Regions from separate parts of the Zea mays genome. Here region 2 is linked to region 1. Evidence: chromatin contacts called from public Hi-C data. All regions are on one chromosome and are shown on one strand. The core of a region is the stretch at or near the end of the contact, and the rest is flanking DNA. Distances in the headings are between cores, read along the strand shown.

Region 1 (3,638 bases), core at 54-2,553:
TTTATCCTAATTCCTAAACATGAGGTATTTGCATGTTACAGTCGAACATTCTTGTCAATCATTGGTGGAGTTGTTGCTGGAATCTGGGGATTCACAGGCTTGATGGGGTTTGTCTTCTACTTTCTGATAATGATGGTTGCATCTATTGGGCTCTTAGCGAAGTCAAAGTTTTCAGTCCAGGCGTACTTCGATAGTTGGACCAGGATTTCAATTGAAGGAGTTTTTGGTGGCCTGATGGTAAGCCCTTGTTTACTGCCATGTCATATTTTGTTGCTTGTCGTGTTGTTTAATGATGTCCTAATACAGTGCAATTTCCTTTTGCAGTCATTCGTGCTGTTTTGGACGTATCCTTTTTCGTTGACAATTTAAAAACAGTACTATTCATACTTTATTTCTGTTCTTCTTGTGCTTATATAGATTATTTGATTAGATAGGCTGAAGATTGCAACCGGCTGGGATGGTAAACCAACATGTTCATACTCCACTGGTTGTAGATTGGGTAACATGCTGCTATTATCGAGGGACTGAACGCCTACCAACGAATATTTCAGATTTGTGTTTACTGCTGCCATATATTTTGTCATTGTGGAATATAAATAAAAATTCAACATTTTAGACAATCATAGAAAACAATCAGTGAACCAGCAAAGCAGTTTATTTTTTTCTAAACTCAAAACATGTTTATGCGTCTTTCCTATCTATATTCATCTGTTTTCAGTGTTGGTCCGTTTCTGCATGAGTTCATCCTTGACGACGTATATAGATTTGCTTATGACATTGTTCACATCTTCTGACGGACATAGAAAGAGCTACACTCCGGAGGAAACACGGAATCGTCGACGATGAACATTCCCAATTGGCTTTTTGTACACTCAATTTTTGTATTGGTAATTGATATAGTCTGTAGTGAGACTATATCGGTGTAGACCTAAGCAAAGCTCATGAACTTTGCATTTCCTTGGATGATCCGTAGCAGTTGCAATTTTTCATTTCAAGTGATGGATATGAACTTTGATGTTTTCTGGCACAATGTTTTGTACCCTCGAGTTTTCTGGCACTTCGATTGATGTACACACTTCTCAATGCTTCAACTGATCGAGTCACTGTTAACTAGCCATGTGCGTCTTTTGGAGGAACTACCCATGTTATTTCCAAATCAAAATGCGTCCGTGATCTAAGAAGCTTCAGCACTGCTAACTGAACCCATCTCTTCTTATCAGGCCGAAATTTTATACACGGGCCTAAGCCCAGATCCAAACTTCCAAACGCATCTTCCTCTCCCATGCTGCATCCCGCAGCCAGAACCCTAGCCTCGTCGCCATGGCCTCCTCCTTGCTCCGCTCCGGCTACGGCCTCTTCCTTCGCCGCCCTCGCCTTTCCGCCGCATTCTCCACCGCTGCTGCCGAGGAGCTCATCGACGTCCGCAAGCTCCCCACCGACTACGACCCCTCCACCTTCGACCCGTCCTCCCCGTCCCGCCCGCCGCCGTCCGACCGCGTGTGGCGCCTCGTCGAGGAGGTCTCCTCTCTCACCCTCGCGGAGACTGCTTCTCTGTCCTCTCTCCTCCTCCGCCGCCTCGACATCCCCTCCGCGCCACCCATCGCCATCCTCAACTCCGCCACGGGGCTGGGCGGCGGTGGCGCCACGGCCGGCGCGGCGGGTGAGAAGGCGGCGGCGGCAGCTGAGAAGACGGTCTTCGAGCTGCGGCTGGAGGCCTACGATGCTGCGAGCAAGATCAAGGTGATCAAGGAGATCCGGTCATTCACTGACCTGGGGCTGAAGGAGGCCAAGGAGCTGGTGGAGAAGGCGCCTGCGGTGATCAAGGGAGGCCTATCCAAGGAGGAGGCTCAGGCGATTGTCGAGCGAATGAAGGCAGTTGGCGCCAAGGTCATTATTGACTGATTAGAACAAGCCTTTTCAGTGGTGAGGTCCTGCAAATTTATGCTTCGTTTCGGATCAACTTTTAAGTGCAAGGATGGATGAGTGGCTTGTGGAGAATTCTCCTCTATGAACTTGTGGAGAATTGATGTGGCATTGCACAAATAGGTTTTCAAGCGCGTTAATCAAATGAACTTGTAGAGTATTGTATCAATGATCAATCACTCATCATTATGTTGTCGGATGTGACATTAGTTGTGGGGCTTTGGGATGGAAATGGACTATTATATTGTTATTTGCTATGAAGATTTTGTGACCTTTGAATTACAAAGTAAAAATGAGTTACTTCATTTCCAAATTGTAAGTTGTTTGGGCTTTTCTAAATACATAACTTCTACTGTGTATCTAGACATCATGTACATGGAGACGCGTGGAAAAAAAAGATATGTATCTGTTCATAAGAGTATGCTGTTTTGGACAAAGTCGCCCATATGGATAACATTATCCTGCTTTCTTGAATTTACGTACTGTTTCCATGGGCTTCTCTATTGGCAGGGTTCATGCTGCTCTGCTCGTCACTGTTTATTGACTGAAATTTTAAGGGTCAACGGTCTAAAACTATCCATGCCATCATGTGTTTCCTCTTAGTCTCTTGAGGAATAGCCTTCACTAACAGGAAACAGGAATAAATTATTTTCAAGATTCAGATAAAAAGCATGCACAGTTGAGTATTACAGTATGTGTAGTTCTACTTCTGGATTTCTGATTGGCAAATGTGCCCTGGTTTCGAGAACTAGGGAGCAGTAAAATTTGTGTTGGGAGGGAAAGCTAGCGCGGACTTACTTCGAATGGTGAGCCACCGAGACTCAAACGGTGGATTTGAGAAGGTGGGTTATACTTGTTCAGGCTTGCGCCCTAATTCAGTGTAGTGCCGATCATTGTATTGTTGAGGTGGTCTTTCCCTTTTATAGTTCAAGGGTCGGACTTTACAACGATGACTTGTATTCTACTGGAGGGAGCTCGGTCGGTGGCCCTTGGGTGGCGTGGTTCGTAGGGTCGTGCGTAGCCGTACTCTCATCATAGCATACTATCTTGTCCGCTCGTTGTATGGGTCCCTATAGCTGGTCTCCCGCTGACACCCTTGTGGTAGTGTGCGGGGGTCCCGCAGGTCAATCGTGCGTCGTGCGGTCTTGCATGTCGTCATGGGCCTGTGTCAGTCATTGGTGTGCGTAGGCGTACACCATGTATGGTGTATCTGTTGCGCACTACCCGGTATTCGGGTCACTGTAAAAGCTCTTGTGCTGTTGTCCTTTATGAACAGGATCGTCCGGCCCCTCGAGGTAGTGGGGACGCGTCTGGGCTGTATTTAGGGAGTTGCGGTCATGTCGATAGTGGTCACTCGGCGTGCCCTCTGTGAAAGGGAAATAGACTTACACCTTTTCCTAAATGATTTTGGTGGTTGAATTGTCCAACACAAAAAATTGGACTTACTAGTTTGCTCTAGATTATAAGTTCTACAGGTGCCAAAGGTTCAACACAAACCAATAAAAAGTCCAAGAAAGGGTTCAAATAAAAAGAGCAAAAGACAACCGAAGGCTGCCCTGGTCTGGCGCACCGGACTGTCCGGTGTGCCTCCGGACAGTGTCCGGTGCACCAGGGAGATTCACTCCAAACTTGCCACCTTCGGGAATTTGGGAAGCCACTCCGCCATAATTCACCGGACTGTCCGGTGTAGCACCGGACTGTCCGGTGTGCCAAGC
Region 2 (4,177 bases), core at 1,461-3,960, 260 kb before region 1:
CTGAAGAGCACGAGTGGTTGCTTATATACAACAAAGCCCCCCCCCCCCCCCCCCCCCCCCCCCCAAGTCCCCCACTCACATGGCTGCTGCAAGGGCAGAGAGGGGAAGGAAGGAAAACGATGGGTTTAACAATGGCAGCTTGAGGGGGAGCCTTGTGGAAGCATGGACAATGGGAAGCATGTTTGTGGAGGAACGCAAAACGCACTTGCACGGCTTTCGAGGCGTGTTGGGGGCGGTAAACAAGAGAATAGATATGGGACCGTGCTGTACTGCTGTGTGTGTGTGCAGTGCAGTGCAGTGCAGGAGGAGAGGAAGGAGAGCGCTGAGCAGAAGCCAGCACCAGCAAGGCAGCAATGCAAAGCATGCTACTGAAGAGCGCTGGCCCATGCGGCCATGCGGCATGCATGTGTGCGCCTGTTGTTGGTGGTGCAGGGAGAAATGAACCTTACATGGAATGGAATTTGGAATGGAGGGAGGAGGACAGCGGAAACGGGTGGAATGGGCTTTCTCTTTGACTGCCTTGTCGAGCACTCGAGCTGCTGCTGCTGCCACGGTGCCACCACCACCACCTCCTCTTCTCTTCTCTTTGCTTTGCTTTGCCAGTGCTGAAGGGAAATATACTTTTTTCTGTCCTCGCGCGGCTGCCACGATCGAAATGATTGAAGAATGAGGAAACGGTAATAATGGCGGACAGAAAAGTTCCTATGATTATCAAACCGCGCCGCTGGTCCAAAAGAATGCATGGATTTGAGAAGGCTAGATTGTTGGGCATCTATCTATATGCTACTGAACCTTGCTGGCTGAAGAGTACCAGTACTAAATTGCCGGATGATGGATGGAGATACAGTCTTCAAATTCTACGTTTTTTTACCGGTTTGGATTACTACTACAACTAGTTTTTAGTTGTATGTATTAAGAGCTTGTTCGGTTAGGGAGGACTCAATAGGGCTGGAAGTGTTTGAATATAATATAAGTGAATTATGAAACTTCACTTATAAACTTCAACTTTTGGGTTGAATTGATCGGTGTATGCAACTTAATATGGTATCGGAGCTAGATGTCTTGAGTTCAAATCCTGGCTAGCGCAATTAAATAAAATAATTGTTGCTCGCTCCTATTCCACGTCTAAGACTGAAGAGAGGCTCGAGGTGAGTGCTATAATATAATATATGTGAACTGTCCAACTTCACCTATAAGTTCAAGCTTTTGGATTGAATTGTGTGTGCATTCAACTTAATAGAAAGAATTAAATTTTCTTGCTATTCCAAAAGTGAATAAAAGAATATTTAATCTCCTCAATCCTATCTTTATACATATGCAACCGAACAAGGCATAAAATGTAATGTGAGAGATGGGAAAGGAAAAAAAATGTAAATACGACTGTTGCTTGTTTGTGGCTCATCACTTGGTTAAGGAAAATGCATGCATTGGCTCGTCAGTGCTGTAGCTTCTATCTCTCGAAATAATTAGTAGTAGGGGTTAGGGTTTGTTAAAGGGCCGGGGTGCGGTTAGGCACCAACTTAACCGCACTTAGTTTTTCCCATGTGCGTGACACTATGCAGCTCGCCGTGGAAGCTTCAGTCAGTTCCTTCCTTCCTTCTTCTTCCTCCTCCTCCTCCTCCTCCTCCTCCTCCTCCTCCTCCTCCTCCTCCTCTCTCTCTCTCTCTCTAGCCATTCCGAGCATGCAAAGTAGAGGCAGCAGCACGCACGCGTGTGACCATTGTCAGAGGAAACGGCCGGCAGTACGGTCCCAGTGTTATGCAACTTTGTTATCCTTGCTTTGCATTGTTAATGATTCCCCCCAAAAGCGCCACACTGGTGTGTTGTGTGTGTGGCGTAGAAGAATAGGATTCTCACCATGGTAGGAGAGAAGGGTGGGAGTTTTTTTTTTTGTTAATTTACAGGCAGTTTTGATGACTTTCACGCGAAATGGCGCCCCACTGTATGCCGTCCGTGGAGGAGAGGACGACGACACCGGCACGCAGAATAAGGAAGGAGAGAGTAGGGAGACGACGCAGACGCCTCGATCGAATTATGGAAAATGGATGGATGGTTGCATTGGTGTGTGTGCAGTGTACTAGTGTATGGCTTCTTTGCAGGTCTCGAGAGGCGCGAAACAATGGGCTCGTCTCTCCTCCTGCGCGGCGGACAAATTTAAAGCCATGATCCCACACAGACACAGCTCGCAGTCACCGCTACTTGCTTCGGAAAGAAGAGGACGAAGGAAGGAACTCAAGGCCTGTGCCCAGTGTGCCCTGTGTGCGAGGCCGTGGCTGAGACTAGGGCAGTGGGCAGGGTGTTCAGCGTGCGTGGACAATCGGGCATGCATGCATGCATAATGCTTTAGCAGCGAAGCATGGATCGTGTTGAAGATACCATTGCATGGATTATTGGTGCGTCTCGATCAGACACACCCTCCAGCAATGCATGGATAAACATGCGTGGCTAGCGTCGTTTCGAGCCTGAGATATCCACTCCTGGGTATGCTTGCATCCATATAGATTATGTTGCATCGCATATATGCATGGACCATATTATATTACATAAGCCCGGCCGCGCGCAGGACTGAAAAGAGCAGTCCCTATCACTGACTGGACAAAGGGCTTTATTTCCGCTGGTGGTCAAGTTTGATAGATTCTCTCTCACACTGCACACTCTTCTCGGACTCTGAAGGCTGCTGCCTGCTGTTAGTGCGTCTGGGCTGCTGCTGCCTGCTGGCCACTGAGGCTGCGGACGTGTTTGTGTGCGTCCTCTTGTATTCCGGCCGGGTAGGTGATCGACTTTAGGATGCATGCTGCATGCATGCATTAGAGCAACTCCAGTAGTTCTCTAAAAGACTTCTTAAATCAATAATTTAGGTAGTTAACATAAAAACTATTCCCCAACAGTTCTCTAAACGAACTTTCTAAATTTAACAATTTGTCATCTAACCTCATTTTCTCTCTACATTTGGCAACCATTTAACAACTCTCTAAACAAAAATGTTGACTGCATTATATAGTTTTTGTGACTTATTTTTTATGTGGATAAATACAAAACAAAATTACAACTTATATTTAAAAAACTATTGGAGAACTCACATTTTTTTACTTCAAAATCATTTAGCAACTTCTTAAATCTATGATTTAGAGACCTAAAATTTACATAACTATTGGAGTTGCTCTTAGCATGCTCTCGCATGACGGACGGGGAGGTACGGTGGGAAAAGAGCGTGGTTTTTCAGCTAGCGACCGACCATCAGAAAAACAAAAGGGGAGGCTTCCTTTTTTTTTTCTCATTCTTCTTCTTCTCTCCGTTTGGTGCCGGCCGGGAATGTATATGTGCACGCGAAGAGGCTGTGGACCTGTTGTTGCTTCGAGAGTTGGAGATCTTTGAGCGTGGAAAACAACCTAGCAGATAAGGTATATAGATTATCGATCGAGAGGCTTTTGTGTTGCTGAACTCATGATCGGCAAAATCTGTGTACTGAAAGGTGTCCATCATACATGTCTGCCACGCCCGCGGCCAGCGCAAGCAACGTCCGTCCTCGGCCGTCGCCTTTCCATGACGCGGCGGCGTGGCTGTCAGCTGTTCTTAGCTCCGATCGGCGGTGGGGGCCGCCGACGTCGACCACCACCACCCACGTACGACGTAGGCACGCGCCGCGACGAACGAGCAGTCAGCCGCGTGCGATGCGAACATGCAGTGCTTTTGCATGCTCCTGTCGTTCCACGCCTCGACATACGTCAGGAGCACGTAACGTAACGTAACGCGCTTTTGGCTGCATGCATGCGTTGTTTGCGGCTCGATCCATTCTCGTCTCGTCCGTCTCTCGGAAAATCTCGGTCCGTCCGCGCGTGGCAGGCAACAACGTGACGTGCTGGTGTGTGCTTTTTCTCCTTCCCGGGATAAAGAAAAGGCGGGGGCCGCGCGCGCGGCGCTGGAATCGAATCGGCGAACGCACCGGCGGCGGCGGACGAGGAAAGAAAAAAGGCGCGAGGGCCGGAACGGATGGGGAGGGAGCATGGGATGGGGATGGCTGGCCGATGGGGGCGCGAGAACGTGGGGGCAACGGCCAGCCGGGGAGTAAAATAAGGCCAATCATTGGGCACTCAACCGCGGTCCACGTCCGCGGCCCGGCGCGCGACACGGCGAGCGGCGCGTGCGGGCGGGGGCCCTGCCTTCGACCCCGAGCGCG

What was found. A called contact is a pair of places that touch in the nucleus more often than the background predicts.
Region 2: a Hi-C map of leaf shows a contact between it and region 1, with 6 times the contacts expected there. The contact joins the enhancer-like site here to the promoter of LOC100286104 in region 1. A contact is called at or near these places in 4 of 25 Hi-C or Micro-C datasets (ear, leaf, leaf mesophyll and 1 more).

The regions. Positions count from the first base shown.
Region 1 is chr8:67,398,907-67,402,544 of Zm-B73-REFERENCE-NAM-5.0, reverse strand. LOC100286104 (39S ribosomal protein L12) reads left to right here and starts at 1,303. Exons shown (of 1, transcript NM_001158992.2): 1 at 1,303-2,233. The coding sequence starts at 1,321. The coding sequence ends at 1,902. It overlaps LOC100383916 (Rab5-interacting family protein), which reads left to right. Exons shown (of 4, transcript NM_001355672.1): 2 at 42-237; 3 at 325-344; 4 at 764-1,112. The coding sequence ends at 794.
Region 2 is chr8:67,659,039-67,663,215 of Zm-B73-REFERENCE-NAM-5.0, reverse strand. No RefSeq gene overlaps it. Among protein-coding and RNA genes, the nearest start is that of TRNAD-GUC, 6.2 kb to the left of the region's middle. Within about 2 kb of position 2,710, at least 13 of the 20 cell types and tissues checked have an H3K27ac peak or open chromatin away from gene starts, as enhancers often do. A contact at or near this core is called in ear, leaf, leaf mesophyll and 1 more, where this site is marked.